4 separate regions of the Mus musculus genome follow, and all the other regions are linked to region 1. Evidence: chromatin contacts called from public HiChIP or PLAC-seq data. All regions are on one chromosome and are shown on one strand. Each heading gives the region's core, a stretch centred on a gene start, on an enhancer-like site or on the middle of the called end of the contact. The rest is flanking DNA. Distances are from core to core; before and after follow the strand shown. Region 1 holds the start of Tmem200a (transmembrane protein 200A). Region 2 has its middle 50 kb from the start of 4930401C15Rik. Region 3 has its middle 31 kb from the start of 4930401C15Rik. Region 4 has its middle 91 kb from the start of 4930401C15Rik.

Region 1 (2,821 bases), core at 277-2,776:
TGGAACACTAAGAGCCAGAGGGGGACTGATGAATATCTTCTTGGGAGGTTGCTTAGACTATAGAATGGCAGATAACCCTCAATTTACAAGGCTATTTACTACTGAATTTTTCTGACTAGTAGTAATTATTTTAAAAATAAAATATGTTGATGATGTTATCTAGTTCACCTTCTTCCTTCTTCTTTGACTGAATAACTGGAATATAAGTTCAGATTGGTAATTGTGATCAGTGGTGATAAGAATGAGTCTAGATCTTTTCCCGAAGTCTTTCCTCATCAGCCTCTCTTTGAAGACTGCCTGGACATGTGATGCCTGTGATGTCTGGATTGCCATTTTAAATGTTTCCCTGTACATTGTAGACACTGTGCTACATTAAAAGAGCAGGATGGGAGGAACCTATTACCCACCCCTTTACAAGTCAGGAAGGCTTGCTAGGAAGTGTGTTCTCTTGGGAGCTTTGAGGAGAAAGGAAGAGTCAGGGCATTCTTGTACAACGAGTAGAACCTTACTAGGCTCACACGATTAATAAGGTTCCTTGACAAATGTGCTAGAAAACCTCAGAGAACTGATCAAATGGCTTTGGGCCAAGAGAACTAGCCACATGAAGGTGGAAGGAAAAGAAAACCACAGATGGCTTACAAGGTGACTCATTTCTCCTACCCCATCCCATCTACTTTCTTTCTTTTTTTCTTTTTTTTTTTTTTTTAAGCATTTGGTCCTGAAATTTCAGAAAAAGTATTTAACCTCCATACTGAAGCAAGATTTTTTTTTTAAAACCACTATTGCCCGTTTTTACAGTCTTTCTCCATTGCCAGTGTCATCTTAATGACCTGTCTGGCCTCTACGGGTTGCCTTATTTTCTTGAGTCTAGATTTTTTCCCCACAGAATCCAGTAGCTGACACATTGAAATAGATACACACCAGAGCAGAATATTTGCCTCTTGCCTATGAGTTAAAAAAAAAATCCAAGAAACTCATGGATTTACAAAACCATAGCTCAGCTACGGTTGCTGTACACTGCACACTCCAACGCAGTAATTTGAATACGAAACTTTATTTACTGACTTGATCTTCAGCCAGAGTGGGCGCTTTGGTCCCTTGCAGAATTGCACGTGACTATTATTTCAATTATTTCATTCTATGGACAGGACATGTTTTTTTTTTTCTCACTGATAATTTTTGGTAACTTGAAGCCTTCATTGGATTTGATATCTGGAGCTTAGCCTCAGACTCATCATCTTAGGATACAATTAGCCCCTGCCCCTCACAACCCCATGCCCAGAACCCTTCCCAACCAGTCTGCTCTACTGGAACTAACTTCCCAGCAGCTTAAACCCTCTGAGGGCTAGGAGTGCAGTATCTCTTGGGGGTCCAGGTCTGACTTTGTTAGCACAGCACTCGTGCAGCCGCCAGGGGGACCCCGACCCTCCCAGGCTGCATCTGATAAGAAAGCATCCGAGGGGCGTGGAACCGAGGGGCCTATGGATCCTTCTTCCAGAAAATACAGAGTCCGCCGGGGATCCCCAGTTCTTATTGAGACAGGAGGGGCAGGTATCTCCCGTTCTGGAACTCGCGTCCGACGGTGATGAGAAGCGAGTGGGTGTGTCCGCTTCCGCCCGCTGGCCTTCAGATGAAGCAGATCGCCTGGAAGCGGTACTTTGTTCCCCAAATGGGTTTTGTATGGGCGCCATCCCGGCGCTAGAAGTACAACTTTGCAGCCAGGGCGCCGGGTAGCTGGGTTGGGGTCCGGGGGGAAGGGTGGGTCCTGCACGCAGCTCTTGCACAGCTTGGCGACTGGGCCGGCGGAGTTCCCACGGGTCGTGGGCGGCGGTGCGATTAGCACCGTCTGGGTCCCCGGCTGCTGGCGACGCTCCGGGAAGCCCGTCCCGCCCTCGCCCCCGATCCTCCTCTTGGCGGCTTCGGGGGCTAGAATTCATCAGGAACCAAGCCCAAAACTTTCCCTCGAGCCCCGCATTCCTTTTGTCTTTCTTGGCGGCGGCGGAGACGCCTTAGCTGCGATCTTTTGCCCTGGCCTCGGTCACCGGTACCCTAGAAGGATAGGGGCTGCGCTCGTCCGATGGCGGCGGCCGCGTCCCCCAGATGCGCGAGTCAGGGCGCCCGCACCCCGGCCTGACTCATCTTCCTTTGGTGACCGCACCGCGTCCTCAGCCGGAGCCCCACGGGGATGGGGAGTGAGACCGTGGCTGCCCGCAGCTGCCCAGATTCCTCCTGACGCCCCCGACCCCGCCGCCTCCCTCGCTGGTCCCCGGAGGCGCACGCTGTCGCGACAGCTGTGAGAGCGAAGAGCCCGGAGAGGCCACCGGAGCCCCGAGACCAGGCGCTCAGGACAGGTGAGTGGACCACCAGGGTGCTGCGGGGCGTGCAGAGGTGGGTGGGCGAGCCCTGCAGCTGTACCCCGGGTTTCTGAAACCCCTTCTCCTCCCCTCCGCTTTAGCCCGCAGAGTTAGGGGAAACAATGACTCCCAAAGTTTGGGGGAATGAACCAAGTCCTCCATCAGTTCCAGACTTCTTGGTCTCCAGAGTACAGGAGAGGTGGTGCGGGGCAGCCTGTGAGCAGCCGGCTTCTGAGAGCGCCTGGCTTCGCGTCTTGGAGCTACACCCTCCTTTGTCTAAGGTTCCAGAGTCAGCAATCTTTGTGAGGGTCTACGGCGTTAATTTATGGTAGACAAAAGTGTGAACAGGGTTCCCTAGATCAGTATTTCAGTGTGATCCTACCTGCATAAGCAAAACGAAGAGGGGTAATTGTCTATAGGCTTCAGCACGACTCTCCTCCCCACAGACTGCCTAAGAAAGGACTCGT
Region 2 (2,868 bases), core at 66-2,565, 190 kb after region 1:
GAAACTGGTTATGATAAAATGTCTATTCTTTCACTTTCTGCCAAGTGTCACCACTTTAACAATGCTTCTGACACCATCGCATTTCACAGCCAGGGCAGAACCTGGGATTCACTGCAAGAGATGTAAACTTTACAAGAATGACAGTTACATTTTACTGTTATAACAATAGCCAGCGGTGGTGGTGCACACATTTAATCTCAGCACTTGGGAGGCAGAGGCAGGCAGATCTCTGAGTTTGAGGCCAATCAAGTCTGCAGAGTGCCAGGACAGCCAGGGCTACACAGAGAAACACTGTCTCATAACAACAAAACAAAACAAAATGAAAATAACAACAAAACAAAACAAAATGAAAATAACAACAAGAAGAAACCAAAACCAAACATAAAGGTGGCACTAACTGTTGCGTGCAATTTTAATAATCCTTTTTTTAAAGATTTATTTATTTATTATATGTAAGTACACTGTAGTTGTCTTCAGACACACCAGAAGAGGGCATCAGATCTTGTTACAGATGGTTGTGAGCCACCATGTGGTTGTGAAAGTATAACAACATAAAAACAGAATTCTAGGCTTTTAGGCCCAGGCTTGGGAATGTGGCCTTTGTAAAGGTATGCTAATCATAAAAGAGATATCGACATTCCTCTACCCACCCGCTTCCTGGGTTCAAAGAGTGCTCATTCAAAGAAAGTCACCCTGGCCATTACCAGAACCTGCAATGCAAATGTGCTATTGTTAGAGGCTCTTAGAAGCTGTCTTGAGAGTTAACAATTACCAGGTATTCCTTGTGACTCTTGTAACTTTACACTTCCTTGTGACTCTTAACTGGTATCTTTGGTATCTTCCAACAAAGCCCTCCCCACTTCCTTAAGTTGTGGTTTCTTCCTTTAAATACCCCCTTACCCAGCTACTCGGGGCGCCACAGTCCTCTACCCCTGCGTGGTGTATGACCATGGGCCTGAGAGCGCTTTTGAATAAAAATCCTCTTGCAATTTGCAGCAAGACCCGTTTCTTGTGGGTGATTTTGGGGTGTCGCCTCTCCTGAGTCAGAACGTGGGGGAGTCCTCACGTTGTGGGTCTTTCAGTTGCTGGGATTTGAACTCAGGAGAAGAGCAGTCAGTGCTCTTAACCGCTGAGCCATCTCACCAACCTCCAATTTTAATAATCCATGCTAACTTTGGCTAGGTTTTGGGGCTGGCAGCCGCCCCATCTCACTCAGCTCTCATGCTGGGCTCTCCTGATCTCCCCTTGCTGCTTGCCTGGCGCCAAAAGCAGCTGTTCGGCCCTAGTTCCCCGAGGCTGGTTTACTAAGCAGCCCAAACCTGTTTTTCCAGAAACCCCTGGAGCTACCATTCTCCCCTGTGGCTGGTCTGTAGACTCAGTTCCCTTTAGCCCCATGAAAGGAAAACACTATTATTTATACCAGCCAGATTTGTATCAGTAAATCTCCAACCACAATATGCCCATTCAAAACAAATGAACGAACAAACAAACAAACAAAAACCACAATTCAGTTATAGCATTTATAAGCTGCATGCCTAGATTAGGCAGATAGACCACTACAGGACTCTATTCCCCAGCTATGAAATCCCTAGCTACTTGCAGTTCCTCCAAGCCACATGAGTCTGCTCTGTCTTCTTCTTTCTCTTCCTCTTCTCTCCGCCCCAGTCATCCTCTTCTTCCTTCCTTCCATTCTCTCCTTCTCTAAAACTTCCAGTCCCCCCTTCCCCCTTCCCCTCCCCCTGCTCAATCACAATGGGGAGCAGGCTCACATGGAATCTCCCAAGTAAGTGACACCCCCATCCTCGTCGGGCCAGGATTAGCCCCTAATACAAATAGCACCAAGGCAATCCACAACCAACAGCCTCTGGCCTCTGAGCTCTGCGGCTCCTGATCATTGAAGGATTTTCAGAAGACCAGAGAACAGGTGACAGGAACCAAATTCTCCTGACTTCAAATCCAGCGTCATATTTACTCTGTCATTCATCAGCTTTCGCCTGAATTAGTCAATGCTTAGATTACTGAACCAACCATCTATTATGTCCAAGGCTCTATCCTATCAGATATGTGTGTGTTATGACTAATGGAGTTTTACGTCTTGACCACACATATGCCTGGGACTGTAGATAGCATTTAATAAGAATTAACTCTGTCACCCCAGAACAAACCTATAAGAAGGTAGTAATGGTTTCCCAGTTTTATATATGAAATGACCAAGCTCCATAGAAAACAAAATGTCTCCAGGTTTACACAGCTAGTCAGTGCCAGGATTAAGATTAGAATCCTGGTGGGTCAGTTCCTAAAGTCAAGCTCCTGGAACACTAGGAAATTCTGCATAAAGTGATAGCATTGGTAAATAACATTTTCTTAAATACAACGTAACCAAGCACACAACATGTGTTAAAAGGTTTCATTTAATCTTTCTTAGGAAATGGGTTCTGGTGCTTGGGTCATTTACTTACTGTCAAGTGGAATAATAAATAAATTGAACAGCAAATAACTTCAGACTTTTGCAATCAAGTGGGAGTCCAATAGCAATGGACAAAAAGAGGATATTGTTAACTCAAATAACCGGAAAGCCCAAGGAAGCCACTAGTTTCAGCTAAAGCTTCAGTCAAGGCTCCAACGTCCTAATACCAGGACTTGACTTTTTAATATCTATTTCAGATAACTGGGCCTTGATTCCATTCTGTCCCCACAAAAAGCTTCACAGGACAGAAAACGCAAACGTTTTCCACCCTGAGACCATGCATCTACTACTGAAGCCATTCTGCAGGATTTGTAAAATACTGACTGGCTTAGCTGAGAATCAAAACGAACAGATGTCCACTGCAAAACAAACTCTGGCCTAGCCTGACTCGTTATAAATGG
Region 3 (3,072 bases), core at 365-2,864, 210 kb after region 1:
TCGGATTTAACCTAAATGCAGGGTTGGAGTTGCTTCACTTGCATATGATTTTTGAATTGTGAATGGGTCTCGCTGACTCTGCAGATTAATCTCCTGACTTTGTTTGGTTTTGAGACAGGATCTCACTGTAGAGCCTTGCTGGCCTGTGACTCACAGGCTGGTTTGGTACCCATAGAGATCTTCCTGCCTTGGCCTCCCAAGTGCTGGTATTAGACATGGGCTCTTACACACTTGGTTCTTTGTGACCTTGAATACACTATTTTATAGCTTGAGCTTCTGTTGGTCAGGGTGAAAGGAAAAAATGTGCATGCAGATAACTCATTATCAGCTGACAGAATGTGTGGAAATGATAGCTGCTGTCATTACCTCACTACAAAGACTGTCACATCTGCAACTTCAAGTTGTTCATGAGTTGTCAAATACATGTTGCCTCCTGCATTAGCTTTCTGCCCCCAAGGGAACTACCAGAGGCAATTAACTTATACATAGGAATAGTTTTATGACTCGTGTTTCTTAAGTTTCTGATACAAGATGTGTTTGTACTTCTGGCAGGAGTAACTCTTCATGGCAGAAGAAACCAGAAATTCTCCATCTCATTAGCTGGAAAGCTACAGAGGAAGAGGAAGTCATGGAAGCTCCACAATTTCCTTCAAGGGCAGATAGTGACCTAGAGTCCTTTTAATAGGTCCAACCTCTTAAACGTTCCAGCTCTTCTGCATGGGTGATGAGCACTTTATAGCATGTCTTAGTTTAGGGTTTCTACTGCCGTGAAAAGACACCCTGACCACAGGAACTCTTACAAAGCAAAACATTTAATTGGGTCTGGCTTCTAGTTACAGAAGTTCAGTGCATTATCAGTATGGCCAGAAGTATGGCAACATGCAGGCAGACACAGTGCTGGAAAAGAAGCTGGGAGCACTGCATCTTGATCTGCAAGCAACAGAAGAAGACTGTGTCTCACTGGGTATAGCCTGAGCATAGGAGACCTCAGAGCCTACCTCCACAGTGACACACTTCCTCCAGCAAGGCTACACCTCTTAATAATGCTACTCTCTATGGGCCAAGCCATCCCTATTCAAACCACCACTTTTACATGACCTCTGCTAATGTTCGCTCAGCACTGGCTTGTGCAGGTGGACTCCTGGTGACAGTGTTTCCACTTTTTTAGAAAGAAAGCCAACCAGATCTTATTCAGATACAGAAATCATGTTGACTTGAGAAAATGGAGGGCTGTGGGTTTTAGCGTGCATTTTAGAGACAAGCAGATGTGGGCTCTAATCCCTACTTGCTTACTCTGTAAAATCCTTCTTGAGACAATCAGAGCTCCTTGGTACTTACATGTAACACACGATACCATTATTCCTGCAGTAACTTGAGCTGACTTGAAGGATTAGGAGACCATTCTGCATCTCATTACATCTCAGCCTTGAGCAGAATGGTGCAGGTGATTAAGAATGTCTGCAAGAAGATTACTGCAGTATCCCGACAAGGAGATTTCCCTAGATTCTTGCCGTTCCGCACACAAATCATTTATTAAATCTGTCACTCAATCTTACTAAATTGCTAGTGTGTCTTCATTCACGTCTGCCTCTCTGGATCTGCCAAGGACTTATCAACGTTGAAAAGGGAGCATCTTCTGAGCCTGCTCCATATACACTGACTCCTTTCTCAGGGTGACTTTGTGTTCATCTTTACTGAAAACTATGGAGCCCTTGTCCCTAATGAGGTTAAGAATCCCACAGACAGTGAAGAACACATGGCAACATCACATCCATTAACCACAAAGGTGTTTTCCAGAACGAGGAGGTCTCAGATATGTACGCCATGTACACAAATATGTCTCTTTCAATTTTGAACATTTGGAGTTTTGTTTGCCTGAGTATTGTCCTGTTTTGAGTACTTTTAAAAACATAGCTACATTTCACTAAAAATCCCTAACTCTTTCCTGAATTGATATAAACCTTACACAGTGGGAACCTGACACAGCTCAACAATAATGCCTCGGATGGCATTTCCCTTGATACTTCCTGTACTCAAAGACAACAAATTTCAGAGATGATTTGATTTGTAGTTCTTTTAGGTAAATAAAAGTCAGATAAATGAGAAATTTCTGCTTTTTATCATCTTTTCAGTTTTTATGAGGTGGAGTTGAATTTTTTTCAAAAGTTATTTTGTTATCCTCATACAGGAAGGTCATTTTCTTAAGACTATTAATAGCTATTGTAGTTGTTAGAGGTCATTGACTATAAGTGTTCTCACATAGAAATCCAGAGGATCAAACGGCTCTGATATTTACTGTACATGACCAGAGGCTGACTTGTGACAGCCAGACTTTGGAAATGGGACTTGTCACTTAAAGAGAATATAAACATTCTATTATTAATCCCACAGATCTAGATGATTGAATTAGGATAACTGAAATAATTATATATTGACCCATGCATCTGAACTGGGGCTCCATTTTCACCAGAGAATGTGTAGAGCCATGAGACAGAAAAGAATAGTGTGCCTTAAAGAGGTTATGGTACACTCTAGCTGTGTAAAGGCATCAAGGAAAGTTGGCTAAACCTGTCAACCAAAGTGCTTCATTGGGGTTATTGTATCATTTGACAAATAGATATAACAACTTAAGATTGCCTTGTATTTCCTTTTAAAGCAACCCAGAAAGTGGATTCCTTGCCATTACAGAGCAGGTTGAAATCATGGTGTAAATCTCTTTGTGAACTGAGATGTTTGCTCTACCATAAGCACTTATAATTCAGGTGCTAGAAATACATTTGTATTACAAAGGCTCTTGAAATAATATGGTTTTCTTTCTAAAAATAGATTTGGTTTTAAAAAAAAAAACCCTCTGTGCTTCCTTTTGGAATCTCACTTTATCCATTCATGTGCATCACTCCATGGACATTCATTTCTGTTCACCCTCTTACTTGTCAGACATACACTTCTTAGATTCTAGTTTTCAGTCAGGCTCTATGCAAAGCATTAGCAACACAGTCTTACAGGAATGGCCCTTTGTCCTCAGAGAATTTGCCTCTGTGTTTGTGACACTGTTTTTTGTGTTTCTCATTT
Region 4 (3,162 bases), core at 414-2,913, 150 kb after region 1:
ACAGTTGTCCTGCTTATTTTTAGAACCATTGTTGCTGGCAGCAAAAACCCACATTAGATAAGCCAACGCCTGCCGCCTGTGGAAAAGACTCTGCTGAATAGAGTTTGCTGCATTCTGAGCAGAGCAGAGAGGTACAAACTGGACCACAGCCAGATGGCTTTCCCTGTAAATACGGTTCAGTGCAGATTGGATCTGTTTCTTGTTCAGCATTTTTACATCCAGTTCTCTCGGTGGACTTTCCCCCCTCATTTTATTGTTGGATGGAATGTATTTGTAAATTGACCCTTCAGGTTTGTTTTTTTCTTTGTGACGAGCTGGCATCAGTGAACAGTTAAAAGTGGAGCCTGTTTAAGGGGCATCCATCCACACCACAAGATTCTGTTAGAAGCTGAAGTTTCCAGTGAGTACAGAAGAGGCTCAAAAGCAGTCTGCTTTGCTTGTTGCTGACCACCCTCGCTCTCAATCCTCCCTCTGTCAAATCATAATGGCTGTGTGGCCGAGACTAAGGAGCCTCCTGCCCTGTCCCATGGATTATGTATATCTTAGCTGAGACGAATGAGGCCTGAAGTCAGCTGAACTTGTAGAGCAGATATCAAATGCCCTTGTTTATTTTCACTGCTTGGCTACACGCATCTCATCACCAGTGGGACAGAGAAGGGGGAGGGGCCATGGCCAAGACAGACGTGAACCTGCAGGGGACCCAGGAGACGAGCTTAGTGATGGGTCAAGAGGAGGGATGCACGTCACAGTTCAGGAGGTCAGGAGACTCATCATATCTGTTGTGAGAAAGCTGCCCAAGCTGCTTCCTCTAGCAAGGAAGAATCACAGGTCAGAAGAGCTGTCCCCAACTCTCACTCTTAGAGGAGAGGAACAGAGGCTTGCAGTTACTCAAGGGTAAGATGGAAGAGAAAGGTGTATCCTTGTCATTGGCACAATCCTAGAGTTACACACTGCCTTCATGAAAAACAGCTAATTAGGCCTTGCAATAATTTCGTTTTGTTTTGAGGCAGGGTCTCACTGGACAGCCCTGGCTGACCTGTGTTTCAAAGACCAGACTGACCTGGAAATGCACACAGATCCACCCACTTCTGCCTCCTTGTTCTGCAAATAAAGGCACGAGTCACTAGGTCTGTCCCCACCCCTTGCAATCACTCAGTGAACAAAGGTCTTTCTCGCAGAACATTTTATTTCCACTTACTCAAGAGAAAGGTAAAATCTGAGAAATTTATAGCCAAGGTCACAGATATCATTAAAATGAGGCTTAAAAAAACAAATAAATAAAACCCAGACCCCTTATGTTTAGCCAAGCACGGGTAGCTTGTGGCAGAAATCCCAGCACTTGTTACCGTGAGGCAGGAGGAGAGCTGTGAATCTGAGAGCAGTGCGGTGCATAATTAGTTCCAGACCAGCCTAGACTTCAGAATAAGACCCTGTCTCAAAAACAAAACAAAACAAAACACCAAAACTAAAACCAAACAAAACCAGGAACAATAAAGACTTAGGTATTCCAGCTATGAGTGTGTTAGATTTGCACCAAACAGATGGCTTTTACAACGCTAAAGAATCTCCGAACTTTGTGACACTGATAACGCAAGCCTCATGCTGTAGGACTGTCAGGGAGCGCCATCAAAGGACAGCAAGTGTGGGGGAAAGTCGAAGTCAGGAGAGTGAGGACCTGCAGGCCTGCACTGGAGAGCAAACTAATGTGTGCTGGGAGTGACCTCTTTGTGAGGCACTGTCTGGAACTTTATACACAATCAGTCTTTTACCCTCATATACACACAGTAATAAATGTGCTTCAATTATCCTCTGTTTATAAAATAAAGAGTCTGAAATGCAGAGACAGTGAGCCTCTGCTTGTGATCACTCAGCTAGGAAGAGCCGTGGAGGCCTTAGAGCTGCCATCTGCCCCAAAACTCTACACCTTACCTCTGCTCCTCTGCCTAGACTCATGGAACCTGCCATAAATGGTTAACAGAAGAGACACGGCTTGACTCATCCTTTCCAGAAATCGGAAAGCATATGCAGAAACTACACACCAATCAGCTTGGAATAAAATCTGCTTTCAGGCAGAAACCCCTAACTATCAGGAGCAGGGAACTTCCTTTGTAAGAAAGGTTTTAAAATAGGATTTTAGTGGGGATTGGATCATCATAGGACATGAGATGCTTTTGTAGTGCGTATGAGTGTGTGTGTGTGTGTGTGTGTGTGTGTATGTATGAGATATGAAAGTGTGTTACGTGTGAGTGTGTGTGTGTGTATGAGATATGAAAGTGTGAGTGTGTTACGTGTGAGTGTGTGTGTGTGTGTGAGTGTGTAACATGAGTATTGTGAGTGTATTGTGGTGTGTGAGTGCATATGTCTTGTGTGTGTGTGTGTGTGTGTGTGTGTGTGTGTGTGGTGTGTGTGTGTGTGGTATGAATCTGTGTATAACAAAAGGATCACACTGAAGGCATTACACAGAATAGGCATGTCCTCTGTCACTAAAGTACACTCTCAGCCCTAGGAGAAATTCTTATCTTACGATCAAATTTAATTGTAAGTATTCCTGTTCCCTGGAATTTGGTGGCCTCTGTGTTAAGAGATACTATAGCAATCACTGTCGTCTATCCACAGTGAGGAAGGCCATCTGAGTGGCCTTTGGCAGAGCCTTATCATATAAGGTCATTCTAGTCCTTTGTTTCTGGCTGATACCCACTAAGGGATATTATAAACTCCATTTTGCTTTCTAAGTGTCCCTTGTATTCAGTGAGAAATGCAGGTTCAATGCTCTATTGTCTCCCTTGTCAATTTGACTTCTCATTGTATATTATAAATCAGAACTCAGGGAGTCAGCCTCCCAGGAGCTTCAATGTGAACCTGTCTGTAAAGGTCTTTCCAATTCTTGATGTACTGACAAAAATGACCTTCTGGTTCTACAGAGATGTGGGAAGGACAGTTTGATGGGAAGACAGATGTGAGTTCATTCCTTAACTCTAAATGACAATATGTGAGCTTAAGTGGTGACATTTTTATTTCTGAGTCAGTTTCTAAGTTTCCTGTCATGAAAATATGAGCAGTGTGGAGATTGGATGAACTATCCCAAGTGAGGAACCTAGGGCTTACAGCAAGTGTGCTGTGTTCAGCTCTTTCCCGTCAGCCAGGGAAAACAGGAGACAAACA

The links. HiChIP or PLAC-seq counts read pairs in DNA pulled down with a chosen protein or histone mark.
Region 2: a contact with region 1 is called in an H3K4me3 HiChIP or PLAC-seq map of embryonic stem cells, with 17 read pairs. The contact joins the enhancer-like site here to the promoter of Tmem200a in region 1. A contact is called at or near these places in 8 of 39 promoter capture datasets (the 3T3-L1 cell line, cranial neural crest, embryonic stem cells and 3 more), 3 of 484 Hi-C or Micro-C datasets (cortical neurons, embryonic stem cells and myocytes), 5 of 115 datasets of contacts at active chromatin or transcription factors (embryonic limb bud, embryonic stem cells, forebrain and 1 more) and 1 of 9 other capture datasets (liver).
Region 3: a contact with region 1 is called in an H3K4me3 HiChIP or PLAC-seq map of craniofacial prominence, with 2.9 times the contacts expected there. The contact joins the enhancer-like site here to the promoter of Tmem200a in region 1. A contact is called at or near these places in 13 of 39 promoter capture datasets (the 3T3-L1 cell line, 3T3-L1-derived adipocytes, cranial neural crest and 8 more), 3 of 484 Hi-C or Micro-C datasets (cortical neurons, embryonic fibroblasts and nephron progenitors), 6 of 115 datasets of contacts at active chromatin or transcription factors (craniofacial prominence, embryonic limb bud, embryonic stem cells and 2 more) and 4 of 9 other capture datasets (adipose tissue, embryonic stem cells, liver and 1 more).
Region 4: a contact with region 1 is called in an H3K4me3 HiChIP or PLAC-seq map of embryonic limb bud, with 3 times the contacts expected there. The contact joins the enhancer-like site here to the promoter of Tmem200a in region 1. A contact is called at or near these places in 4 of 39 promoter capture datasets (the 3T3-L1 cell line, 3T3-L1-derived adipocytes, embryonic stem cells and 1 more), 3 of 484 Hi-C or Micro-C datasets (cerebral cortex, embryonic fibroblasts and uterus), 3 of 115 datasets of contacts at active chromatin or transcription factors (embryonic limb bud, neural progenitor cells and stem cell-derived neural progenitor cells) and 2 of 9 other capture datasets (embryonic stem cells and pancreatic islet).

The regions. Positions count from the first base shown.
Region 1 is chr10:26,077,668-26,080,488 of GRCm38.p6, reverse strand. Tmem200a (transmembrane protein 200A) reads left to right here and starts at 1,526. Exons shown (of 3, transcript NM_001358814.1): 1 at 1,526-1,653; 2 at 2,170-2,351. It overlaps Gm9767 (predicted gene 9767), which reads right to left and starts at 2,234. Exons shown (of 1, transcript NR_028030.2): 1 at 1,042-2,234.
Region 2 is chr10:25,885,863-25,888,730 of GRCm38.p6, reverse strand. No RefSeq gene overlaps it. Among named protein-coding and RNA genes, the nearest start is that of 4930401C15Rik, 50 kb to the right of the region's middle. Within about 2 kb of position 1,315, at least 18 of the 459 cell types and tissues checked have an H3K27ac peak or open chromatin away from gene starts, as enhancers often do. A contact at or near this core is called in embryonic stem cells, where this site is marked.
Region 3 is chr10:25,867,278-25,870,349 of GRCm38.p6, reverse strand. No RefSeq gene overlaps it. Among named protein-coding and RNA genes, the nearest start is that of 4930401C15Rik, 31 kb to the right of the region's middle. Within about 2 kb of position 1,614, at least 3 of the 459 cell types and tissues checked have an H3K27ac peak or open chromatin away from gene starts, as enhancers often do. A contact at or near this core is called in craniofacial prominence, where this site is marked.
Region 4 is chr10:25,926,507-25,929,668 of GRCm38.p6, reverse strand. No RefSeq gene overlaps it. Among named protein-coding and RNA genes, the nearest start is that of 4930401C15Rik, 91 kb to the right of the region's middle. Within about 2 kb of position 1,663, at least 84 of the 459 cell types and tissues checked have an H3K27ac peak or open chromatin away from gene starts, as enhancers often do. A contact at or near this core is called in embryonic limb bud and uterus, where this site is marked.